Regions from separate parts of the Mus musculus genome. Here all the other regions are linked to region 1. A link is a contact called in public ChIA-PET and HiChIP or PLAC-seq data. All regions are on one chromosome and are shown on one strand. Each heading gives the region's core, a stretch centred on a gene start, on an enhancer-like site or on the middle of the called end of the contact. The rest is flanking DNA. Distances are from core to core; before and after follow the strand shown.

What was found. ChIA-PET counts read pairs in DNA pulled down with a chosen protein or histone mark. HiChIP or PLAC-seq counts read pairs in DNA pulled down with a chosen protein or histone mark.
Region 2: an H3K27ac HiChIP or PLAC-seq map of regulatory T cells shows a contact between it and region 1, with 5 times the contacts expected there. The contact joins two enhancer-like sites. A contact is called at or near these places in 1 of 39 promoter capture datasets (hippocampal neurons), 3 of 115 datasets of contacts at active chromatin or transcription factors (bone marrow-derived macrophages, pancreatic cancer cells and regulatory T cells) and 1 of 9 other capture datasets (adipose tissue).
Region 3: a BATF HiChIP or PLAC-seq map of CD8 T cells shows a contact between it and region 1, with 5 read pairs. The contact joins two enhancer-like sites. A contact is called at or near these places in 1 of 115 datasets of contacts at active chromatin or transcription factors (CD8 T cells) and 4 of 9 other capture datasets (adipose tissue, embryonic stem cells, liver and 1 more).
Region 4: an RNA polymerase II ChIA-PET map of effector CD8 T cells shows a contact between it and region 1, with 31 read pairs. The contact joins two enhancer-like sites. A contact is called at or near these places in 1 of 484 Hi-C or Micro-C datasets (liver), 4 of 115 datasets of contacts at active chromatin or transcription factors (bone marrow-derived macrophages, effector CD8 T cells, memory CD8 T cells and 1 more) and 1 of 9 other capture datasets (pancreatic islet).

Annotation. Positions count from the first base shown.
Region 1 is chr15:36,212,134-36,218,587 of GRCm38.p6, forward strand. It overlaps Spag1 (sperm associated antigen 1), which reads left to right. Exons shown (of 20, transcript NM_001359982.1): 14 at 4,034-4,186. Among named protein-coding and RNA genes, the nearest start is that of Gm41293, 4.3 kb to the left of the region's middle. Within about 2 kb of position 2,693, at least 84 of the 459 cell types and tissues checked have an H3K27ac peak or open chromatin away from gene starts, as enhancers often do. A contact at or near this core is called in CD8 T cells, effector CD8 T cells, memory CD8 T cells and 1 more, where this site is marked.
Region 2 is chr15:36,445,971-36,452,424 of GRCm38.p6, forward strand. No RefSeq gene overlaps it. Among named protein-coding and RNA genes, the nearest start is that of Gm34316, 7.4 kb to the right of the region's middle. Within about 2 kb of position 3,246, at least 63 of the 459 cell types and tissues checked have an H3K27ac peak or open chromatin away from gene starts, as enhancers often do. A contact at or near this core is called in regulatory T cells, where this site is marked.
Region 3 is chr15:36,393,226-36,399,679 of GRCm38.p6, forward strand. No RefSeq gene overlaps it. Among named protein-coding and RNA genes, the nearest start is that of Gm34150, 22 kb to the left of the region's middle. Within about 2 kb of position 3,251, at least 54 of the 459 cell types and tissues checked have an H3K27ac peak or open chromatin away from gene starts, as enhancers often do. A contact at or near this core is called in CD8 T cells, where this site is marked.
Region 4 is chr15:36,360,608-36,367,061 of GRCm38.p6, forward strand. It overlaps Gm33936 (a long non-coding RNA gene), which reads right to left. Exons shown (of 8, transcript XR_383927.2): 1 at 6,362-6,454. Among named protein-coding and RNA genes, the nearest start is that of Gm33936, 4.7 kb to the right of the region's middle. Within about 2 kb of position 3,669, at least 35 of the 459 cell types and tissues checked have an H3K27ac peak or open chromatin away from gene starts, as enhancers often do. A contact at or near this core is called in effector CD8 T cells and memory CD8 T cells, where this site is marked.

The DNA.
Region 1 (6,454 bases), core at 1,443-3,942:
GTGCTTCCAGTGTCTGAAAAGGCTTTACATTGCATGGTGGTTTTGGTTTTGCCAGTATAGATTGGAGTTTAATAGACTAGCGTTTATCTTTTGGTTTGGCCTGTCTCCATCCACAGTCATGCTGGTTCCCATTGGCTAACTGCTTTGTTTTTAGGAGTTTGTGAGTTAATGGACATCAGGTGGGCAGCTTGCAGTCTGTCGTGGCATAAGTATACTACTGTGAACACAATCAGATGGCCCGAATCTTAGCTCATTCCCCACAGAACCTGTCAATGTTTGCCATTGCTGTGGCTCAGAGGGCCGCTGAGTGTGGGGCAGGTGTGCTGTGACTGGCAGTGAGCATCCTCTCACCTAAGCACTTCTTTCTAATGTCCTTCCTCAGAGGAAACCCACATGGGACTCCAGGCCTGCGCCCTGGGGCTGGAGGAGGAAGATGGTCCTGGAGGAGAGCAGAGGGCCTGCTGGGAAGGGAGGAGGGCCTTAGCTTAGGAGCGTGACCTCAGACCTGTGTTCTTAGCCCAGGAATGTGGCTCTGCTAGTCAAGGCTGACCTCTGTGGAGGCTGACCTACTTAGCTGTTTTCTGTGATACCTGGTGAGCGTCACAGCAGGACAAGCTGGAGATGGTATCTAGTAGGATGCTTGTATTCTCAGATTTTTTTCATTTATTTATTTATTTTGTTCATTCATTCATTTAATTTACATCATCCCTCCTCCAAGTCCTCCTCACACAGCCTCCTCCCCTCTCCCCCTACCCCCTTCTCTGAGAAGGGGGAGGTCCCCCCTGGGTATCAACCCACTCTGGTGCCTCAAGTCACCACAGGACTATGTAATCTTTTCCCACTGAAGCCAGATAAGCCAGCCCAGTTAGGGGAGCAGGCTCCACAGGCAGGCAACAGACTTAGGGATGGTCCCCTCTCCAGTTGTTGGGGAACCTGTATGAAGACCAGGCTGCACATCTCTGTGTGTGTGTGTGTGGGGGGGGGGTGGCTAGTTCTAGCCCTTGTATGTTCTTGGGTTGGTGGTTCAGTCTCTGGGAACCCTCAACGGTTCAGGTTAGTTGAGTCTGCTGGTCTTCCAGTGGAGTCCCTGTCCTCTCCAGGTTTAATGGGAAAGAAGACATGAGGTGCCTTCAGGAGCATGCTCAACTATGGATATATTTGAATCTACATGAACAAGGAATAGTTTATTAGTAAAATGTGTAACCTTCACTTCTAGCTCCAAAGACTGCATGCATTTTCAAAGAGCCTTCTTATTTAGTTTTCAGAAATAATCTTTGCATTCTGAGGAGTTCCATAGCTCTTTTTAACAGATAATTGGGATTATAAATCAAACTTTGGAAGGGAAGCCAGGAGTCATGTCTCACACTTGTAATCCCAGCAATTTGGAGATGGAGGCAGTGGGATTAGGAGCTGAAGGTTATCCTAAGCTTCAGAGTTTGAGGCCAGCATGGGCTCCATTAAATTCTGACTCAGAAAAACCAAACCAGACATTTTAAACTAGGGAAACCTTTTTACCTGTGAAGATATTGTTTATAGTATTTAATTTTTTAAGGAACTTAAACCATGTGTGTGTATGTGTGTGCCACATGTTTGTGCATGAGTATGCATGTGTGTGTCACATGTGTGTGCATGTGTAGCACATGTGAATGCCTGAAGATCTGGGGTTATGGGTGGTTGTGAGTTGCCTTCCGTGGGTGCTGGAATCAGGCCCAGGTCCTAACAGCTAAGCCATCTCTCCAGTCCAAGATCTGAAAACAATGTGTTTGTGTATGTGTGTGTCTGTGTATGGATGTCTAGTACCTAAGGAGGCCAGAAGAAGGTATCAGACCCCCTGGAGCTGGGGTAACAGGCGGTTGTGAAGCCTTCCTATGTGGGTGCTAAGAACTCTGGTCCTCTACAAGAACAGCAGTGGGTTTAGCCGCTGACTGACTCTCCAGTCTGAAGATAAACTTTTTTGTATCTCTGGAGAGGCAGTGTTTTCCAGAGGTTGTTTGCGCAATCACTCTTGGGAAGTTTGGGGGTATGCATGAGGCTCTGGGCCCCTCGTTCCTCAGCTTCTCCACATTTTAGTTTGCAGGCTCCATGTGAGATAAAGAAGCTATCATGCCTAAGCAAAACTGGGAGAAACAATGTTTTAAAAAGTGGAGATTTTTGCATAATTGTTTATCAGCCAAAAGAAAACAAACAAATAACAACAAGAAACACCCCAAACCACATCATACTTCTGTTGTCAGAAGAACTCTTGAAGTTGTTGGAAACATGGGCGCTCACAAGTGCACGCACACACACGTACGGACACACACACACACACACGTACGGACACACACGTACGGACACACACACGTACGGACACACACACACACACACACACACGTACGGACACACACACACACACACACGTACGGACACACACACACACACACACACGTACGGACACACACGTACGGACACACACACACACACGTACGGACACACACGTACGGACACACACACACACACACACACACACACACACACACACACACGTACGGACACACACACGCGTACGGACACACACACGTACGGACACACACACACACACACACACACACACACACACACGTACGGACAGCTTCCTATTTAGAGTATCTAGAGAGGCTAAAGTTGCCTAGTCATTCTCCGCCTCTGTGTGTTTTTGCCAACTTCTGACAGACTTGCCCACAGGAAACGCCTGAGGGTCACAGCCGGCTTCCTGGTGAGCTCTTTGATGCCCAACACCTGTCTGTGGTTGTGGTTGGAGACTGTTTTCTTCAATGGCATTTCCATTCGCAGGCTCACACTCATTTTCAAGATGTAGTCAAAGAATGAAAACCCTAACCCTTCATTTCCTATGTTAGGAAGTACTAAGAGTTTTGTGTCCCATTTTGTCAATTTAGATTCCAAGCTTGGGCCATCTTGATTGGCCCTGTGGTATCTTGAGCAATGAAAGCAGCCTGGGATGGAGGTGATGCAGGTGTGGCGGGGAACACCTCCACACTCTCTGGCCTCGCAGATAAAATTTATATGTAGTGATACTGAAAGTGCAAGATGAAAACTCATGACTCATAAACAGTTGTATGCTTAGTCCCAGGTTCTCTTCTGGTTTGTTGCTGATACCCTTTTTATAATCAATAGAAATGAACCATAGATAGTGTTAGAAAGTTGATAAAAAAAACCATGCAAGTTCTTGTGGTTTAGTAGTAAGGCACCTTGTTAAATATATGGATACGATTAAGAATGTGTGTGTATGTGTGTGGGCTGGAGAGATGGCTCAGTGGATAAGAGCACTGACTGCTCTTCCAAAGGTCCTGAGTTCAAATCCCAGCAACCACGTGATGGCTCACAACCACCCACAATGAGATCTGATGCCCTCTTTTGGTGTGTCTAAAGACAGCTACAGTGTACTTACATATAACAATAAATAAATCTTTAAAAAAAAAAAGAATGTGTGTGTGTTATGTGTGTGTCTGTGTCTCTGTGCGTGTGTTGTGTATGTGTGTGTTGCGTGTGTGTCTGTGTCTCTGTGTGTGTTATGTGTGTGTGTCTGTGTGTGTAGGCCAGCGCTCAGCATCTTCCACAGCCACTCCCCATTTTATTGTTTAAGACTAAGACATTCACTGACCTCGGAACTGCCAGCTTAAGGACCCCCTCAGACTGGCCAGTGAGCCCCAGCAAATCTGTCTCCACCTCTTAAGCTCGGCATAGCAGGCAGATATGTGTGCTTGCTTTTATGTGGTGCAGGGAGCCTCAGGTCCATTTCCTTAGCTGTGAGACTTTTATTTCTAAACTCACACCTCATTGTGGCCCGAAGACAGTAGAATGCTTTCTAGTCGGTGGGTTCAAGGACAATATGATAGCTGTTTAACTTTGGGTTTGTCTTTCTGATAGATTGCCAGGACCCCAGGGTGAAATATCAGGTGTGATGCATAGGGGTCCAGCACTGCAGTCTGCATTGCTAAATACAAATTAACGGATCCTTCTCAGGTAAATGACGCGTACTGTCTTGTCCTCTTAGGGCTCTGGAACTTCATCCGTTCTCAGTGAAGCCTCTTCTGCGGCGAGCAATGGCCTATGAGACCTTAGAGCAATACAGGAACGCATATGTGGACTATAAAACAGTGCTGCAGATAGATTGTGGGATCCAGCTGGCGAGCGACAGTGCTAACAGGTAAGCTAGTCTGAGGTCACCCTCTGGGGGCCTCTGTTATAGAAGGATCACGCTACCTACCCCGTGTCCTGGGTGAAAACTCATTTTATGTCAACACCCACTCTTGCCAGCTTGATTTCTAATGATTCCCTCGTATTTCTTAGCTTTATCCTCTCACATCTGTATATTTATTTCTGTGAAGTTACTTCATCTTGACAACATGTGTACAGCTTCCATGTGCTTCTTCAGTCTGGGTGTTAGAAGGTGTTTTTGTGGATGTCTAAGTCACACACCAGGGCAGACTCTAAGTAGGTGCTGTGAGCAGATGGCTGTACACATCCCACAGGGCTCATGGGTTCTTGTGGGTAGCACATGTGTCACCATGCATGCTTCTTGCACCTGCTCATGTGTCCTTGTAAGCAGACGCCCAGAAGGAGGAAGAGATGGGGAGGAGGAGGAAGAGGAGGAGGAACAAAAGGAGGAGGAGGAAGAGGAAGAAGAGGAGGAGGAAGAGGAGGAACAACAAAAGGAGGAGGAGGAAGAGGAAGAAGAGGAGGAATAAGAGGAGGAGGAACAAAAGGAGGAGGAGGGATAAAATAACTGAGAGTTTGATCTAATTAAAATTCTGACCGACTCATCTCCTGAGGGAGAATGAGACAGCAAGTGCCTTCCGACCTGACGCGGGCTGGAAGCGAACATAGTGCATGGCCCTGGGCTCAACCCTAACAACACACACGTCATAATACTCAGCATAAACTAAAGCTATGCATCAGATAACTCTTTGTAGTTACACATAGTATTTTCTAATTCCATTTTCCCAAATGGCCGCTTCTCAGAATTCCTGGGCTGTCCTGGACCCTGTGTGCTGGTCTTAGTGTGCTGTGCACACATCTGCAAAAGGCAAAAGGCAGGTCTCAGTGGCGTGGTCTCTGCCTCTCAGCAAGCTAGAATATAGTTAGGGGACAGCGTAAGATTGAAGACCCCAGGTAGGACCGAGTGATGAACAGTGAGATGGATGGATTGTAGCTGGCTCTGGCCACATAGCCATGGCTACTGCAGAGGAACCACTAGAAGTATCTCTGACGAGTGCTGAGAGAGTGCCAGAAGGATGTGAGCACAGCTGGACAGTGAGAACGGCCTGGCTCACAGTCATTCATGCTGTCACAGTCATTCGTGCTGGCATTCCCTGGGGCCCCAGCCTGCTTTGCCCAGAGCTTTCCCTTGGCAGTCACTCAGCTCTTTGGAAGAAAGGTACATACAGAGTCCCAGCATCCAAACCCGTAAAGATTCAGAATTGGAAACTTTCTGAATGCCTTCCTGAGTTTTAGGTTTAGAACTGAGTCCTGGACCTCAGCAGTTAAGAGCACTGGCTGCTCTTGCAGAAGTCCTGAGTTCAGTTCCCAACAATACAAGGTGGCTCATGATCATCTGCAATGGGATCTGATGCCCTCTTTTGCCAAGTAGGCATACATGCAAATAGAGACTAACATACATAAAATACATAAATAAATGCATCTTAGAATTGAGTGCCATCTTAACACATGCGTATGTGTATGCTCATGCGTGTACACACATACCCCCTCACCTATACATGCAACTATTCCAACAACAACAGCAGCAACGAAAGTCACCAGGCAGAGTGGCATATATCTAGAAGACAGAGAGTTCAAAGCCAGCTAGGTCTACATAGCAAGTTCCACCTAGCCATGGCTTGATAGTGATATCCTAACTCAAAAAATAATAATGATAATGATAATAATATAAATTCCTAAACCAAGAACACTCTTAGTACCAAGTTCTCCAGGCATTGGCTTTTATTGGTTACCCATGGCAACACTAGACAAAACCCAGCCTCAGTTATCCACAAGCTCCTTGGTAGTGAGCCAACAGAACCAGAAAGCCTTACCACGTATCACGCAGCATGCCACACTGCCAGTCATTTGCTTCCCTGAAGGCTGGGATGGCGTTTGGTCTCCTAGCTCTCTTGTAGGAGAGAGCATGCTTCTTCCCGGAAAGCCACCAGCTACCTCTGTCCAACATTCTTAGGTTCCCTTTCTCAGTGCCCACGATGGCCTCCTTGGGTGTCCATTTCAATTGTTATGTTCTTTGCGAGATCCCACTGTGTGTGTATGTTTTTACTAAAGCAAAATAGATTTATTAAGGAAAGCAAGAAAGAACTCCCAAGTGAGGATGGGATCAGGGGAGGACTGCCAAGTGTGGATGGGCTGTGGGGGAGCATTGCCCTGCAATGAGTTTCTTTTTGTGAATTCCTTTTCTTGCCATTTTACT
Region 2 (6,454 bases), core at 1,996-4,495, 230 kb after region 1:
GGATGAGTGACTAACCTGAGGATGGACTAACCTGAGGATGGACTAACCCGGGGAACCAGAAGGAGCAAGAAGGCTCTGGAGGCAGCGCGTGAGGAAGGAATAATGAGGTACTAGTTACATGGTACTGAGTACCACACCTCACACACTTGGAAAGTGTCATAAGTGTTAGTGATTTCTTATAGTCATGACTCCTGCAACATTGATTCCTGATAATGTTCATGTAAATTCCTGGCAGAGGAGAGCTCACAGAGAATGGACACTTTATGGTCACAGTGTTCGGCATACTGTGCTAGTCCTAACACAACAAGGGACAGGAACAGATGCCTGGGCGACACCCAAGCCCCACCCCGGGGTAGGGGGATTCCCACTGGGCTGTATTCACAAAGAACACAGTTCTAAAATAAATAAGGATATAAACTCACTGGTAAGATAGAGACCAAGAAATGCCGTTTGTACTTGCTTTCTGGTGGTTTTGAAGAAGGTGTTCCTACTTTGCTATCTGGAACATTGGGTACTGTCACAGCCTCAGAAAGAGACTAGCGGTTTTTAATCCTCACTGTGGGAGTCCGAAGGCTGCAACAAATGCAGCAGGAATCCAAGGCCTCCCTGAGTGACCATCTGGCCTGTCTCAACAGACTGCACCCCAGCAGACTCTCCCTGGAGGCAGAGATAACCTTGGATGTCTGAGCAGCTGGACCTAGTGTCCTTGTCAGCTTCAGCCTTGCATCGCTGGGATGTAGGAAGTGGGTTTGAGGGTGGTCAGGGTTATCATGATGCTGTGGAAGAGGTTCTGTACCTCTTTGGGTGCCTCAAAGTCTTCCTAAATGCTGTGCCCAAGGAGTCATGACAGACACAGAGCCTTTCCAAGCTCTGAGCATGATGAACATCTTCAGGGCTTCTCTTCCAGACAGGGAAGGAGGGACCCATACATGTTGCTGGCTTGGTCTGGACAGGGAATGTGTACCTGGCAACTGGGCTCTGAAGTATTTACATCTTCTGTAACATGTTGATGATATACAGAGTGTTCATGTGAAAACAATTCCCATGATCAAGTGACATGGGTCCATGGTGACCCATGGGACAGCAAACACCAAGACCCCACCCCATCCCCAACACATTTGTAACTTCCTAGTGAGCAGAAGAGATGCCCTTGAAGGCAGCCTCACTTAGCCAAGGCCTTCTGAGAGCTAGCCTCATCTCTGAGTGTCCCTCTACAAGGTCTGAGCCAGTGAATGCATGAGGTGGAGGCCTTACCCAGCTCAAGAGAGTGCCTGAGGTTTGGGTATTTGCCAATGCCTGGTGCCACAGTACCTCTGCAGCAGAAGCTAGCTGAGCCAGTATTTAGAACAGTGGTTCTCAGCCTTCCTAGTGCTGTGACCCTTTAATACCTCATGCTGTGGTGAACCTCAACCATAAATCATTTTCTTATTACTTCATAACTGTAACTGTGCTAGTTATGAATTATAATGCAGATATTTATATTTTTTGATAGCCTTAGGTGACCGCTGTAAAAGGGTCATTCAACCCAAGGGGGTCGCAATCCACAGGTTGAGAAACCCTGGCTTAGGCATGTTGGTTTTAGTAGGTAACTACCACAGCTGATTACTAGGTGTTCAAATCAGCTCTGGGAACAGCTTGGGTCCTATAGCTCTGACCAAGCAGAGAGAGGGTAGAGGGCTTGCCTGAGGTCCATCCCACAGCCCTGAGCAGAGAGAGGGCAGAGGGTTTGACTGACGACGTCCTACATCCCAGGGCATAATAGAACTCAAAGCTCCAAGCTTGTCAGAACCCACGTTTCCACATCTGGCCTGTGACCCCATGTGACCACACGGCACCCCAGCTCATCCTTGGGCCGGCCAGTGAGCACCACACTCGCACAGACACAGGGACATATGAAGGAGCTGGCAGCTGAGAGGTGGGCTGGCTTTCTCAAAGACCAACAACAAGGGCTCTTCAAGAGAAAGATCCAGCTGGGAAGCAGGGAACAGACTGAGGCTGGAGAGACAGTAGCTTCAGATTTGTTCCCTTGAGAGGACAAGGTAAAAGTCCTGGGCTGGGAGTGACCTGTAACAATCTCCACTTGCTTATTCCTGTGAGTGCTGTCTAGAGAAAGACACACTTTGTTTGCAGTATCTCATTTAACCCCTACTTGCTCAGCCAGTGTGGTGGAGTCGCTGCCCTCATAGCCGTTGGACAGATGAGGAATGTGAGAATGAGAGAAGGTGAGGACACAGTACAGGTGAGTGACAGATATAGCACATCAGACAGGGCCTGCTTCCAAGCCCTGATGCTGCAATTACACACACACACACACACACACACACACACACACACACACACACACACACACACAGGCCCACTTTTTGAAATTTTGATGGCAGAGAGGACATCTGGTCTGTGACTTACAGGCAAATGCCTGTTCATGCAGACAATGTCCTCAGTACTGCTGTGGACCGGGAGCATCTGCTGATTTGTTTAATCTACAGGTCACATTTGTGCTGAATGAATGGGTCTAGAGGGGTGGATCCTGCTGTCACTGGAGGATCAGGAAGAGGACGCGGGAAGAGGAGGGATGGCTGGTTTAGCTCCTTGAGTTTCCTGTGAACCAGACACTCCACTTGACAATAAGCCACGGTGTCTCCTGACCCTGCGACAGGACTGCAGACGGTCTTTGGAGACTGCAGTCCACACTTTGCAGCAGGGAGGAATCAGGACGCTGTCAGTGTGTCCCACACAGATGTCCCTTTGCTGGTCTACGAGCATCTCTCTGAAGCACAGTCTGGGCTTGGGGTTAGATCCACAGCAGTATTACAAAATGGTGGGTGGCAGGAGTCTGTTCTGCTTATGTGTGGGATCACGGTGGCCCTGGGAGCCAAACATTTCTGGAAACACGGCAAGCAGTTGAGCAGACAGAACTAAGGGAGAGCAGTAGGGCTGAGTGGCAGGGCGGACTGGACCAGAGAAGGTGCCTTTCTCTGCTGCTCAGCTGCCCCCTCGGTGAGGAGAAAGTGCTGCTGAGTCACAGCGAGAGGCAGGCTGGGTTCTGAAACTTCCTGTTGTCTGCAAAAATATCTGTGCACACAAAGACAGACACACAGACAGATACACACACACATAGACACAAACACATAGACACATACACACACCCACAAAGACACATACTGACGCACAGAGATACAAAGACATACACACATACACAAAGACACCCCCCACACACACACACACAGCATGCTGTGCCAGGCCCTATACCCTCTACACTGGGTCTCCTCTGAACCCAGGAAATAAAAAATCTGATCCCACGTCCATGGCAGCCAGGGGCTGTCGCCACGGGAACTGCATCCCCGACTTCTGTGTGGGGCTCAGAGCTCTGCAGATGTGCCACTGTGGTGATTCCTGCTTCTGGCTCTTTCTGGGGATGGGTTTGGTCTCCATCCAACAGAGCCCCAGGAACCAGTGAGGCCAGTATGTGGAGGGGGCTAGGTCCCCCTGGCGGGGTCCCTCCTGGCTGGGTTCACATTCTCACCGGGCTCTGCCTGCTGCCTGCACCCCCCAGCAACAAGAGAACAGAGCCACTGACAGACATCAGTTATTCCCTGTGGCTTTCTGAGCCTTTTTTTTCCCCCTTTTGGATGGCTTCAGGTCTGAGCCCAAGCCTGTAGTTTGCCATTGGCTTTCCTTCCACGGGACAGTGAAACCTCGCCCAGGCCTGGGAGCCAGCCCACGGAAGGCCTGCTGGCTGTCTCTACGCCAGGAAGCTTTTGAAAATGCTGAATGCAAGCTTCGGTTTTAATATGTGAAAGTGACATTGCCATGTGACTTCTAGAAAACCCTGGTGGCTCAAAAGAATCTTTTCTGTAATGAGTTTAAAAGTTTCTCACCAAGTCCTCTGAATTAGGGGAAATTGACACAAATTACTACAAGAAGCAATTCTGTTAGCCAGGTCTTCTCTTCCTCCTCCTCCTCCTCCTAATTACATTTCTTTATAGCACATGTGTTGTTGATGTTTGCTTGCCTGAGACAGGGTATCACCATGTAACGCAGCCTGGCGTGGAACAAACCATCCCCTGCCTCAGTCTCCTGAGTGCTGGGATCGCAGGTGTGCTTCCCTACACCCAGCACACAGTTTGTTCTTTAATCTCCTGCCCCAGATCTGACTCTTCTAGGCAGTGGGTAGTAGCCTCTCCTGTCCCCTAGAAAAAAAGATGAAGCCAGGTTCCAGCAGGAAAGAGGCTTTCTGCTTTGGTATTTAGGCTCTAGGATTCTGGGTGGTGGCCTGTCCAGTTCATAGGTGAGTGGGCTGGAGGTTGGAACAGGGCCTAGGACAAGTGAAAGGTAGTAACCGCTCTGGCTGAGTTCCAGGGTCCCCAGATAGCTCTGTCCACCTCCCCTCTTCCACCTTCACACCCTCCACGAATTCTCCTTGGCTGTGCAACCTTGTGTGAGTGGCTGAATCTAAAGGAACTGGACAGTCACGGTGACAGCATCTGATGGAGATGCCTTAGGGACTGTGAGCTCTGTGCTTCTGAGGTCCTGCAGGTCTGCAGGTCACGGAGCTAGGGCCAGAAGCCTGAAGTGCAGAACCCGCACAGACACAGGAGTGCCGCCTACTGCATGCTTAGCACCGGTCCTGTAGATGCTTATGGCTTCCCACTGCAGCCAGACCAGGGCTGAGCCCCTTGAGCTGGGTCTCACCTACTCCCAGTTAGGAGCCTCGGGGCAGGCATCGGCACCTGGTTTCCTGTGAGGCATAGGGAGGCCAGCAGTTTGGCTGAGGCCATACAGAGGTGGTGGGATGCACAGGGCATGGGTGGTCCTTGAACACAGTGTTTGCATAGAAGCAGGGTAGGCTCCCTCTGGTTCTAGGAGCCAGGCATGTGGCCCCGAGGCTAGAGGCTAAAGGCTGCCCAGAGTGGGGGAAGGTAAAGTCTGTAGGTGAGGTGGTGCATTCCTCTCCCCTGCATGGCACCCTGAACTGTTCACATAGCGCTGAGCCTTCTGGAGATCTAACCTCACACTACCCGGGCCAGTGCAGGACTGACATTGCAGCTGAGGAGAGAGACTAGAGTCAACTCAAAACCTAGTCGGGACCAGCCTACCTCAGGGAAACTTAGAGGGTAGGAAGAAGGAAGCGTATGTCTTCTTTACTCCCGCCAGGCTCAGGACTGTCTCCACACCAAATGATGGGCTAGCATGAAATGAGCATGATTCAAAAGTCAAACCTTCAGAAATGAAGGCCCACAGAAATAGGGGAAATCGTGTAGTGTCATGGTTTTGAATATATGTGTACTGAGTATGGGTTTGTGTGTGGAGGCCAGAGGACAGCCTAGGCTGCCACCCTCAGGAGCTGGGCATTGTTTTTCTGTTTTTGTTTTTGTTTTGGGGGGGGGTGTTTTTGTTTTGTTTTGTTTTTGAGACAGGGTTTCTCTGTGTAGCCCTGGCTGTCCTGTCTGTAGACCAGGCTGGCCTCGAACTCAGAAATCCACCTGCCTCTGCCTCCTGAGTGCTGCTGGGATTAAAGGTGAGCGCCACCACGCCCGGCAGCATTGTTTTTCTGGAGCTGCCATCTTCTTCTGCTTTGGAGATGGGATCTCACACTGTGACCTGCGGCTCACCATTTATGCTACGTAGGCCAGTGAGCCTCAGGGCTGTCTCCACTTCCCCAGTGTTGGGATTACAAGTGCATTCCACTATGCCTGTCTTTTTATAGAGGCTTGTGGATCAAGTGGGTCCCATGCTTAGATGACTGAGCCATCCCCCAGCCTCATCTTAGTGTATTTTATGCAGAGGCTAGAGTGGAGGACAAAGGAGGGACAGTCCTGTAGTAATGAGCAGGGCCAGGCCTGTGTGTCAGGGTTCTCCGTGGGTGTCTGGGTTTTCATTCTTTTGCTGTGACATAGAAGACACATGCTCTGATGACCTGTGCAAAGGGAAGTCTGAGAACTCTTTCAGGGCCTATGTGTGAGAAAGGCTGGGAGGAAGTAAGAAAGCTCCCTGATTCTGTTATTTACCCCATTGCCAAGATGCCATGTTTCGGGATAACTGGGCCAAAGCCCATGATGGGAAGTTACTAAGAAGAAACCTTTAGAGCAAGAGGGACTGAGATATATACTACCAGAGTTATGCTGAATCATGATGGGGCATGAGGGGGTAATCAGACCTAAGGAGTCGGGAGACACGCTACTGAGGGTGGAAATCCCTGGTCAGACTGACTTCAGCGAGAGGCATGCTAACCCGGACAACAGACATGGCCCCCAAAGCTGCAGGCCTCGTTGAAATAGTTAAGGGGACCCTGGGCAAAGAATTTTTGTCAGAAGCACAGGTCCTGGAAGCTTGAAAGTGTTCAATAAACGTATTCAGTAGGGTGATGAGCCGTTCATCACCATGCCATGCACAATGATGAGTCGTACAAGCCATCCTTCCACAGAGGCACCATCAGTGTCCCTCTGAGGACTAA
Region 3 (6,454 bases), core at 2,001-4,500, 180 kb after region 1:
CTGGACTGGGAGGCGGAGCTATGGAATTATCTCAGTGTCCCCAAGCCTGGTGGCTGTTCAGTTCCTGAAGCTCCGTATCGGAAAGAGCAGAGCTGAGTCCAGTGGGTTGTCCTTGGGCTTCCACACATGTGGGCACATAGTCAAAATATTGTGAAAATTTCTTTTAATAAGTGAATAAAGTCGGGCTGGGATTACCTTTCCATGGTAGAGATGTATGTAAACCCACTTGCTTAGGAGACTAGAAAATCAGTTAAGACAAAAAGTAAATCTATCTCAAAACCAAAACAAACCAAACCAAACCAAACCAAACCAAACCAAAACAAAACAAAACAAAACAAAACAAAACAAAACAAAACAAAACAACAAACCTGTAGCAGTGAGTTTAGCTACACTGCTTTGACCTCTGGTAGGTGTACAAGGCGCTCTCTGGATTCATGAATGGAACACACATACACACACCCCAGTTAGTTTTAAAATTCCTTGGCTACCTCAAAGGCTGGGTACTCCTAAGCCTACCCTGCTACCCAAGACCCACTCAGGGAAGTGTCCGGTGGCCACTCACTCAAATTTTTACATGGCTGGTTAGTTTTCTCTCCTCTCTCCCTCATCCTAGCCTACCCCGTCTCCCTTTGCCCAGCTCTTGGCTGCTGGCATCTTTATTGATCAATCAAAAACCAACTGGGGACAAGGACCTTCAGCATTTGGACATACAGATTCCCCATGAAATTAAAGCGTTAGAACCAATCTCCAACAAAAATCCAAAATCTCAGAAAAAACAATACCAAACACTGCAAATCCTCTTGTATTTGAGCATACCTGAGAAATTGAAAGCATTGTGAAAATCTGGTCCCCAGAGTGCCCCAGACAGGTGAGCAGGTTCACTGCCCTCTGGCTCCTGAGGTTTTTTCCTACCTGCTCTTACAAGCATTTTCATGGTGATCATTCCTATTTGTTCATTTGCTCGTGTGTTCTGTGGGACTCAGGCTTTAATCTAGAACTGCAGGCAGGCCAGACAGGCAGGCAGGCCAGTGCTCAGCACAAGCTACACCTGCACCTCTGAGGTTTGCATTTTTTACCTCAAATAGAAGACTCCTCTCCTGCTTTCAAGGGTCACATGGTGAAAAGTTTGAATGGATCAGAGAAGAGGAAACACTTCTCAAGAGAAGGTGTACTAATTTATATTCTATTGGTATGATAAGCACCATGACAAAAAGCAATTTGGGGAGGAAAGGATTTATTCAGCTTACACTTCTACATCTTTGAGAGAACCCAGAGCAGGAACTCGAGGCAGGAACCTGGAGACAGGAACCAAAGCAGAGGCCATGAAGGAATACTACCTACTGGCTTGTTCCTCTGGCTTGCTCAATTTGCTTTTGTATACATCCCAGGGCTAACTGCCCAGAGGCATCACTCATGGTGGGCTGGGTCTTTCCATTTCACTCATAAATTAAGAAAATGCCTCACAGACTTGCCCACATGCCAATCTGATGGAGGCATTTTCTTTCTTCTCAGATGACTCCAGATTGTATGAAGTTGATCAAAAGATGCTAACAAGCACACGGGCTAGTTGTCTCTTCATTTCTTTCCTCATCTCTCAGATTCTAACTTGAGAACTCCAGACACACCACAAAGCATTGGTTAAGGATCCCCTCAAACACCCAAATGTTAAAAGGTCCTAACTGTCTTCACATGCCTTCTTCTTGAGGCTTCTTGCTTGGTGGTCCCGTGGCTCTTGAGGCCAAAGGGATGAAAAGTGAACATGTGTCCACAGCTGGATAACTGGGGACATGAGTCAAGAGTGCTGAGTACATTCTTCTGTGTCCACAAAGATGGTTTCATCAGCATTAGAATCTGGTTGGGGAACATTTGTACAAACCCAGACTGATCCAAGCCACAGGGCTTGCCCAACCAATTGTGCAACACTGAGTATTCGTTCAATGCTGATCATACCTGTGGGTCAGCTATCAGAGCTCAGTGGTTCCCACAATAACAAGACTCCTTCTGATGACAAAAATCCCTTTCTCTCAGAAGAGTAGCAAGTAGTAAGCCCTAGGGAGTCAGGTGATTGTTTCTTTGTTTCTTTGGGTTTTTTGTTTGTTTGTTTTTGTTTGTTTTGTTTGTTTGTTTTTTAGTATAGAATAGAGTTTATTCAGGGCATATGGAGGGAAGTTAAGAGGGTAGTAGAGGCAGAGAAAGGCAGAGAGAATAGAGAAGAGTAATAGAGGCTGGCCATGAGCACGTGGCGAGAGAGGGGGAAGGGAATGGAGAGAGAAGGTGGAAGGGAAAGCAAGAACAAGAGAAACCAAGAGAGCAGGAGCAGAAGTCAGTTTTTGAGGAGCGGCAGAAAAGTTTCTAGGCAAAGGCCAGGGAGAGGATGGCATTCCAGGAGAGGAAGAGTGTGAGAGCAGCCCTTACTGCCGTTTAACTGTCCTTCGATCCCAGCGCCTGGCAGGCAGCAGCAGGGGGATAGTGAGTTCCAGTCAGTCTTGGTCCTATAGAGAGTACTCCCAACAGAAGGGAGGGGAGCTGAGCTTTCTGCACCGAAGTCTATAATCACCTAGAGGGAGGGCCGGGCCAGAGTGGTTTCCCTTTCGGTCATAACATTTGCATAATTGACAACCTGTCCTGTTTTCCACTTCTTGACCACCTTCTGAGAGTGGTTAATGAGAACCAATCACAGGTCTAGGTTACTCACAAGTCAGCCCCCAATCTCATGCCATCAGAACTGGTCTGTGTTCCATTTCCATAAGAAAGGAAGATGAACTTTGAGCGATAAAGCCAAAAAGCTCATTCCACTGTCTGTCTCCTCTTGATATTATCTGGCAGGTTTTTTTGGGTCTTGTCCACTAAAAAATCTCAGTTTCCTCTAAATCTCTGAAATCTCACCACACGGCCACTGCACTGAATCTTTTGAATTATGGAAGCTTTAATGCAACAAAGCAGTCACTTCTTGCTCACACACTGAGTCATATACTACAAGGCAGCTCTGTGATACACCAAGAAATTTCTACTCTCTTCTCCCACAAACACACCCACCCACACTTTTCCCCTGGCCTCCTGACATCAACACACACATCAGATCATCAGATTTCCCCTCAAAACACCAGCTTCCACCTGCCACTGTGGGACTTCTTAAGTCACCATGTCAACTCGCCCATTTCCTGCTCTGGCTTGTAAAGGGCCAGCACCTGATGCTCTGTTTGTTCTGTAAAAGTTAAATGTCACCCTCTGATGTTTGCTGACTTTGAAGTCCCTTGGCCACAGTACATGGCAAAAGTTGCCTGTCTCCAACAGGTTCCTCCTCCTGCCCCGTTGGGTAAGCAGTAGATTACTTCCTCTAGACTTATTATGAATGGGGGCAGTCTAAGTGCATTTGAATATTTTGACTCAGGGAACACTCACAACAAGCATTTCAGGTCAGAGCAATCATGTACCCATTTCACAGACAAGGAAACAGAAAGTTTGGAGAGGCTAAGCTACCACCTGTCCAAGGTCACTCAGTCACTGTACTCCCAGCCACGGGGGGCTTTCTCTTCCCTATCTCTTATTTTCTTCGTTTCAGAATAACTCTGATTGGATCAAGTTCTACCAACAACTCTTTCTGTGCTGGACACTATGTTATGCACTTGGGAGTCAAAGATGAGTTCACTGAAAGTCTTTCCTGTAGCCCAGCAGACGGGAATAGGTGGGCCAGGAAGGGAGGCCAGAGCAAGGCACTGTGGGCAGACTTGGAAGGGCAAGCGGGAGCCTGTGCCGCCTACTGTGGCGTCTGAGTGGGTGGGCGTGATAGTGCTGGGTAAACCCACAGTCTTTCTTCCACTGGAACAGATGATGGTCTCTGCTTCCTCTGTCACTTTCTTTGGTTTTGAAACTTTTATTTCTTCCTCGTTTGCCCCAGAAGAGCAGACTTTAAACTTGACTGTGCCTACTATTTTGTCTCTGTATGTTTAAGGGTGGAACTAGGAAGATGGCTCAATGGGTAAGAGCTCTTACGGCGCAAGCATGAGGACTTGAGTTTGAGTCCCCACACCAGTATAAAAAGGGGCAGGGCCAGAATTGACTGTAACCCCAGTGTTGTGAAGACAGTGTTGGGTGGACAGGCAAGGTCCTAGGAGCATCCTGCTAGTTTCTGTACCCATTCCAAAGTTCCTCACATTCAGAGGTTGCATGTGCTAAGTCAGGCCAATGTAGAGTTGGAAGCAATGTCTGTGCCTGACACCTCGCACGTAGCCTGACTCATCTTTCGGGTAATCTACCCTCTCTCTGTCCCTTAAGGGATTCCAGCATCTAGTGGAGGACTCTGGGGCAGGGGTTCAGTGCACAGGTCAGTTTGAGAATGACAAGTTCAATACATTGGTTCTAACTGCTGCATGGTCACCTGCCCTGGGGCCTCCTAGATGGCATTCCAATACAGACTGCTATTTGCATCCCTCAACTTTTCTTTAGTGTCCGCTCCTGGCTCTGTGTCTGAGAGCTGTGCATACTAAGGGCTCTCACTTTCACCTTAACCATTTGGAAAACTGTACGTGTTGGTGCATCCCTATAATCTCCATTATCTCAGGCTGTTGGGAGCCCGAGACAGGTGGGTGTGAGTCTAAGGCTAGCCTAGGCTACATAGTGAGACACTGTCCCATAGAACAAACAGAAGAGAGGGTCAGTCATTCCATACTTCATGAGACAGAGACACCAAGGGAGACCTTAGACCTGTGCTTTTTATAATTAAATAATACCTGTTGTTTTGATATGTATATATATATGCTTACTGAGTTTTATTTATGTATTATATACATACATGTATATGCATGTATGTACATACATGTTTATAGGACAACTATGAAGACAAGCTCAATCTCCAGCACCCATGTGAGAAACTGGGGCACGGCCACAAGCACCTGTAATTCCAATTCTGAGTAGAGACAGGTGGATCCTGGGAGCTTACTGGCCAGTCAGTCTAAACAAAGCAGCAAGCTTTAGGTCAAGTGAGTGGCCTTGTCTTACGGGATAGGGAACACAGTGATAGGCACCTGACACACTCCTCTGGCCTTCACACTAGGGCACAAGTGTGCACATATACACATATGTACGACACACACACACACACACACACACACACACATACACTGAGTGTCCAACTTGTGCCAAGCCCTGTGCTAAACACTCGACTCAAGCAGCCAACTTAATCTAGCAGTGGCTAGAATACCAACCCAAATGCAGGCACATGGATGTGAAATGATTTGTCCAGAGGGCCCCGATAAGGAGCAGTGCTGTCAGGGAGGAAGGACCATTTGGCACTTGTGTATAGCTATAGCTACCGTGCTCCCACCATCTATTCTCTCTCTCTCTCTCTCTCTCTCTCTCTCTCTCTCTCTCTCTCTCTCTCTCACACACACACACACACACACACACACACACACACACACACACACCTTTCTTCAATCCTGACTACTCTACATAATTTCCCTGCTTTACTCATTATGTACTCCACCTCCTACATTTAAATTTTAGTCATTTTAAGAAAGCTCCTAGACCTGATGTTTCTGCCAAGTTTTTTCCCTAGATGGACATTCCCTGTCACCATGGAAACCAATTGCTGGTTAAAACTGGGTCCCTGGAGGTAAGAAAATGCAGGAAGGAAGCAAAGTGTGGAGACGGCTGGTAAGGGTCCCCGGGCAGCTTCTATACAGCCTGCTCTGGCATCGCCTGACATTTTTTAGACCTGGCCAGTCTAAGGAAACATTTCAGGTCCCTGTAAAATTTGTGAGGAGCTCCAAACAAAGCAGAGAAAGAAAACAGCCCAATTGAATTTAAGTAGACTCAATTAAATACCTACAAAAAATGGCATGCTAGTTTCATGAATAAGTTGGGACTTCATAAACAAAATCATGATGCTTAAAACAATAAGTCCTTTTCTTTACAGCTTGCTGACCAATTATGAAGAAAGCCTAGCCCTTCATAAAATGAATTTGTAACAAATTATTTCAAAGGCAGAATTATAGACATCATTTTTTTTTATAGCTAGATTACTAACAACTACTGCTTGTTCACATTGGCCAAACACAAAATAAAATTGATGTGGATGCCTTTAATATGTTTGATATGGTGTGAAGATTTTCCAAAAACAAACAAACAAAGAAACCAAAAACTCTTAAGTGTTGGGAAATTATACCAGCCTTAGCAAGAAGGGGAGCAGGGCATAGGGGGCAAGGCCTGCCTTGCCAGGGAGCCTGCCCCGACATGAGGTGGGAAGCAGGGTGGGAGTGAGGCTTCTCAATGTAGTGGTTGCCCTGACCCAGCTGTCCTGTCTCAGGAGAGAGTGACCGAGCATGTCCAGTAGATTCCAGCTGCTCAGACTGGAACAAATCCAAGAAAACCCAGCTTCCCATTTCTTCTTGGTTGTAAGAGATTGGAAGGACATTATTGTTAAAGAGAAACTTGAGAGGGGCTACAAACATCC
Region 4 (6,454 bases), core at 2,419-4,918, 150 kb after region 1:
CAGCCAAGGTTTTATTTCCAGTCTAAACAAGAATTCACAGAATGGGTCAGGCAAACACTTTAAGAAGCATGGACTTTAAGAAGCTTTCTTTCTACCAACACTCGATGCTTTCTGAGGAAATCTCCAGAGACCCTGAGAGCTGTGTGGAGAAAATGTGACATGTGTACTGTGGATAATGGCTTTCTTACAGTCAGTTCTGTAGAACAAGCAAAGTGGTGGCTGGCTGCATACATTAAGTGCAGGCCTGGGATCGAGAAGTGCGAATGAGACTCCTGTGCTATCTTATGCCGCAGACTTCACATGCTCAATGCTGTCTTCTTCCCAGGAAAGCTGCAAGCATTGATAAGGTGATCAGTCGTGGGTGCCTGGCTTTGGGATGGTCAAATTTGGGGGCTCAGTTTCTTAGCGAATTTCTCAAAGTTGTTTCCAGGTGGTGTGTGGTTTTGAACTATTGCGAGCTCTTAACAAATGATGTCCGGAGCTAACTATTTTGGAGGTGGTTTTGGCCATGGCTAAGGTCAGGATGCTACTAAGGTTGAGCACATCAGTGCTCAGCCTACTGGGGGCCCTTCTGGGAGCTGTGTACCATCATCTCGGGGACACGGACATAAACAGCTTTTAGGAAGAGGATATGTTGCAGTTTCATTAGGCCATCACTCTGACTCTCAAAAGTGGAGACTTCAGATTCCCTTCAGCAGCGAGTGCTTCAAGCAATGGCCCTGGGTGAGCAGGGATAACATTCGCCCCAGCCAAAACTTGCCTGTTACTGGCAGAGGATGGAAAATGTGCTCGAGGTCTCAAGTCAGGGAGTGGTGTCTCAGTTCCCACCATAACCACACACGTTATCAGTAAAGCAGGCTGTGCAGGAACAAGCTCAACTTTCCTATGTCTGGGGATTTCCTCTGTGATGTTTTGGCTGAGAGCCTTAACCAAAGGAGAAAAGCCAGCTCTTTTGTGAGTGGTGATGTCGCCCCTGGGGTTCTTTGAGAAGGCATGGCTCTGCTTCCACATCATTTATCTTTTGTCCACTTAGGAAATTGCTCTACAATACAATGGAATCAGAACAAAGAAATGTTCACTCTTTCATTTCTGACTGCAGAGTCACTGTCAAGTTTGATCAGTTTAAAATGTTCTACTTCTTTTTTAAAGCCATATTTTTCCACAGACAAAGAAGGGTGGTGTGTTAATGCTCTCCAGCTTGGCGTCTCATCTTTTTCCATCTAAGCATTATTTCATGGCCAAGTGGTTTGCAGGGTAGGCTCTTCCCGTGTGAGAGCAGGAAATGGCCTTAGATCAGAAGGTGTCAAATTCTATGATCCAAGGAGGTGACTGTAGGCTGACCACGGCAAGTTCATAAGCGTGTGCACATACACAAACACTGATACAAATGCACACGTGCCCCACACACACACTCGCATGGGCACACACACACATACACACTCTCATACACACTTGCACACACAGTCACACACACTCTCATACACATTCACACACACTCTCTCACACACACTCACACACACACACTCTTACACACACACTCTCTTACACACACACACACACACATACACGCACACACACACGCACACACACACGAACACGCACACGCACACGCACCCGCCTAAACTGCTTCACTTTATGTTCAGCTTCCAAGTGATACTGCATTTTAACAATGAGTAATGTGATCAGATAAAGTTAAAACTCCCCAATAAGCCCTACCTTTAATTCTACTGGATAAGAAATAAAGCCCAGAGAGTTTGATCAACTACCTGTGGCACTTGGTTACTTTGTGAAAGAGCCAAGACTAGAATCCAAGAGTTCCCACTAACTCTTGGTGACAGAATGGCTCGCTGCTTCACAAATGTTCTCTGACCCAGGCACTGTGGTACAGGCTATGTCCAAAACAACTCACTTGATGCTTCTAATAACTAGTTTGTTTGTTTTGTATTTTTTTAATGTATTTTTCACTAACTTGAGCATTGAGTTACATAATAACTGGCCTATTAAATACCTCTCCTCATTAAATATCCTATTTCTTATGCTTGCTTCAGAGGAATTTGTGGTCAAGTCATATTACCATTTAAAATATGTAGGATATATCAACATTTGCAAATTCCATTCATTTTAAGCAGTGTTGTAGCTAATGTTAGTGGAGCCACAGTTGGCATATGTACAAATATATAATGCCATCTGATGTTAAGATTCTCTTCATGAAAGCAACATTTTCAAAGAGTGCCATGTTTTTTGGGGGGTGGTGATGGTTATAACACTTTTCACTGTTGTGGATTCCTGTTGTGGATTGTTTTGTGAATATACCTTGGATGGTCATAATGCAGTACACTAGCCACACTGTCTTTAAAACATTTGTTTATTTATTTAATGTGTGTATGTGCAAATGCCTACATACATCTGTGTGCCATATACATGCAGTGCCCAAGGAAACCAGAAGAGGGCGTCAGATTCCCTGGGACTAGAGTTACAGAGGTGTGAGCCCTCACATAGGTCCTGGAAATGGATCCTAGGTTTCTGGAACAGTAGCCAGTGGTCTTACCTAATGAGCCACCTCTCCAGCCCCTGCCACACTATCTTACAAGTGTCTATCTGTTTATTCCAGTGGGACATGAACTGCTTGAGGGCAACCTCAGCATTTTAGAAATCTGGGCATCCAGCTTAGACCACATTCTCAATGAGCATTGCAAGACGGGGTCTCCAGGCCTGGGGGAAGGAATGAGTCATAGGTTATGCCTCTATACCGAGTGCTTTTTCCAACAAAGAAAGCATTATACAACGTTGACATCTCTTGCTGAAACCTACTCTCTTAAAAGCTCATCACTGGTCTTAAATAGGTCCTAACTACCTCTCTTAGACTAAAGTTAAACTTACAAATGAAGTCTATTTAGCATAAGGATGAAAATGGAAGAAATTTCCTGAAAGTTCTCTACCATTTTCCTTTACCCTTCAGATATTTTGACTACAAGACAAACAAACAAACAAACAAACAAACAAACAAACAAACAACTATCCATCTATTACTGTCCTTTAACATTTATCTGTTTCACCATGTGTGGGGCACACAGCTGTAATGACAGCACTCAGGAGTCCGAAGCAGAGGCAAGAGAATGTCAGGGGTTCCAGGCTAGCCTAAGCTAAATATTGAGGCCTTGTCTAAAAATGAACTAACATGAGCTGTCTTGCTCTACAAGTACTAAACCCTATCTTAAAAATGTAGGGACTTAGCAGAGGACAACTTAATGGAGGGAAAGGAGAAAACTGTGTTCTTGGTAACACCTTTTAGGTTCCCAAATCTGGCTATGCTAAAGGCAGTGCAGCCTCTAGGCTTCTCAGTTACCTAAACCAATAACAACAGTGTTTTGCTGCTATTGGTGCTAGGGAAAAACACAGGGCATCCAGTCAAACTTGAAATTCAAATAAACAATGACATTAAAAAAAATCCTAAGTATGTTCCAGATATTACATGAGACATGTACTGCTTTGTCCTGGCTTATCTGAAGCAGAAACACAACCGGGTGGCTGTGTTTTTCTTTGCTAACTCTGGCAACCCAACTTGCAACCAAAATGTATTAGTGTTGGTGGTAAAACACAGTGTTCACAAGAGAACCGGAAAAACGTCTGTTGTTTGGGTGGATGGAAGATATGAGTCCTCAGCTAGATGTGACAGAATGACAAAGCTTGGGGGTGTTGCCTCCCGGATTGTTTCCAGTAGAGTGTCACAGTGCTGAGAGGGGGAAGTGGCAAGAATATAGGTGTCTGTGCTGAGCCACGGACCAGCAACTTACACACACTTAGGAATAAAAAGACCAAGTTAAAATTAATCATATTAATTTGTAAGTGGTAAGGAGGTGTGTGTGTGTGTGTGTGTGTGTGTGTGTGTGTGTGTGTGTGTGTGTGTGTGTCATGGTGCAGTGTTGGGGTCAGAGAACAACTTTTGGGAGTCAATTTGTTCTGGACTTTTACTATATGGGCCCCAGGGATGAAGCTCAAGTTATCAGGCTTGGTGACCAGGGACTTTACGTACTGATGAGCCACGTTGCTGGTCCTCAAGTTGAAATCCAAAGCATATTTAACAATTTCCTCCATGACTAGCACAGTCAAGGAAGGAGAAATGATGAAAGAAAAAAAAAAGAGGGAAGGAGAGGAGAATGGGAATAATATGGGTGACAAAAATTTCTGTCTCAGAGAGGGAGGTCCTGACAATAATTTAGGGGTGGCATTGGTGACTTGGTTCCCCCAGAACTCTCATAGAGTGTGTGTATCTTGGGGCTAAGTGCAACTGGTCATTGGAATGGTATGTTCAGCCATCATTACCACCAAGCTAGTGTACACCCTTCAGATATGAGCTCTGGCTTTCTGTCTGAGTCACATCTCTCTGATCACTCTGATGTGAGAGGGCACACCAGGTGAGAAAGTGAGAAATTAGCAAACCCAGGTGTCTGCTGAGACAGAAGGAAGGGCACAGCATGTATTCAGAGGCACTAATGGGAGAGAAAGTTGGCACTGAAGGGTTGGACACAGCACCTGATGGTTGGGTGGTGATGCACCTGCTCCACACTGCCTTCTGGCTGCAACTTCTAGGGATGGGTTTACAAATGTATGCCTGGTTCCCATTGCTTGGCTAATTCTGTCCTGCCAAGGGATCTAGCTTCAGCTCTGATTCCTGGACACCTTTGACCCTTGTCTGACACTGGATTATTTGTGTTTGTTTGTTTGTTTGGCTTGGTTTTTCCAGACAGGGTTTCTCTGGGTTGTTCTGGAAATTGCTATGTACAACAGGCTGACCTCAAACTCGGAGATGTGCCTGCTTCAGCCTCCCAAGTGCTGGGATTAAAGGCATGGCCACCACCTCCAGGCTTAACATTGGGTGATTTAACTTTCCTTCCTCACACTGGCTCTCCAACCCCGCACAGCACAGTGACACTGTTAACACTGATGTGAGAATTCTGCTTTGGAGGAAACTGGATATGTTCTTTCATTACAGCTGTGAATTCCCCCACACTAAAGTTTCCAAACCCTCACTGTTACCCTGGGTGAAAAAACTAATGTCTTGGCTCCTCAAAAGTAAACGGAGAACTCAGAAAAATGATAAAGACACCTGGTCAAAGTGCCCAAGGTACATCACTGATGCTAGTTGTGTGGAAGATGTGTTGGCTATGAACCATGACATGTTGAATGAGGTGACACAGGTACTGAGGTATGCGACACAGCAGCATAGCCAAGTATGTGACTAGGACAGTGAGGGGACGGTGTTTCTAGCCACGTTTGTATTAATGAAACTCATAGATTAAGGACATCCTTTTAAGTATAAGACAACAAAGCAAAAAGCATATGCTTGCTGCAAAGCGCAAATCTGCCCACACCTTATTTGTCACAGGTTATTTGATCACACTGTGCGTCTTGAGATTCTTATTTAGCTGTGGTGTGGCTCAGCCTTAGCACACACCTTTAATACAAGAGCTCTCTGATTGAATGTTGTAAACTGGATTAATGAAGTCAACCATAGGTCAAGAAGCAGAGCAAGCAACCAGTTGACAGGGAGTGGACACAGGATTATTAGGAAAACCATAGAGAGTAAGAGGGAGCCAGGAAGACAGATAGAGAGACTCACAGGAAGTAGAAAGGAAGGATATTGAGTTTGAAGGAGGTTTTTTGAGAGAGGGGCATTTCTCCTGGGGCATCTGCTGAAGAAGAAGGTCAGCTAGGTGCTTTCTGTACCTCTCTGAGCTAGCAGGCTTTCATTCTAGCTTCTGACTCCTGAGTCTTCATTGGTAAAATTGAACAATTAAGATTTTGTTAAAACAAACAAACCAACACTCAATTTATGGGAACCAGTGATCTCACTGCCTCATGAGACTGAACAACATCTGTATCAGGAAAGCTATGGTTGGGAGATGGAGGACATCTTGGCTACACTGAACCAACCACCTGGGAAATTCTGCCCTGGCATCTGATATGTGACAGCCCCTCTGTTTGTCTTTCTTTCTCTCCCAGAAATCAAGCCACATCCCTCAGGTGACAGAGTCCATGTACTGTGATGGGGCCTTGTAACCTCTCCCACACCCCCCTCCTGGCCACAGCAGGATAAGTTTACGGTTCCTCCTATTGCCCACCACCATGGTTCCAAGCTAGGTCACATGGTATGAAGCTTGCTACCATCCCTGCAAACCTATCAAAGTTAGAAAGCCCCTTTGTTCTCCAGAACTAAAGGATCTGTCTCCATTCAGGACCCAGAGATGCTATTTCAAGCACAATGTCCAAACTCTCCTAACATACTGGCATTTTAAGGAAAGACTTTCTTGCCCTTCAAGACGCCATGGTAACTGCCCGTGGTCACAGTGTGGTGTCTCACCTAATGTTCTGCCACTTCAAATTCCAATCATGAAGGCCTGTCATCCAGAGTCTTTCTCCCAGTGAAGCTCACATGAAGGGTTGTTTTCTGTCA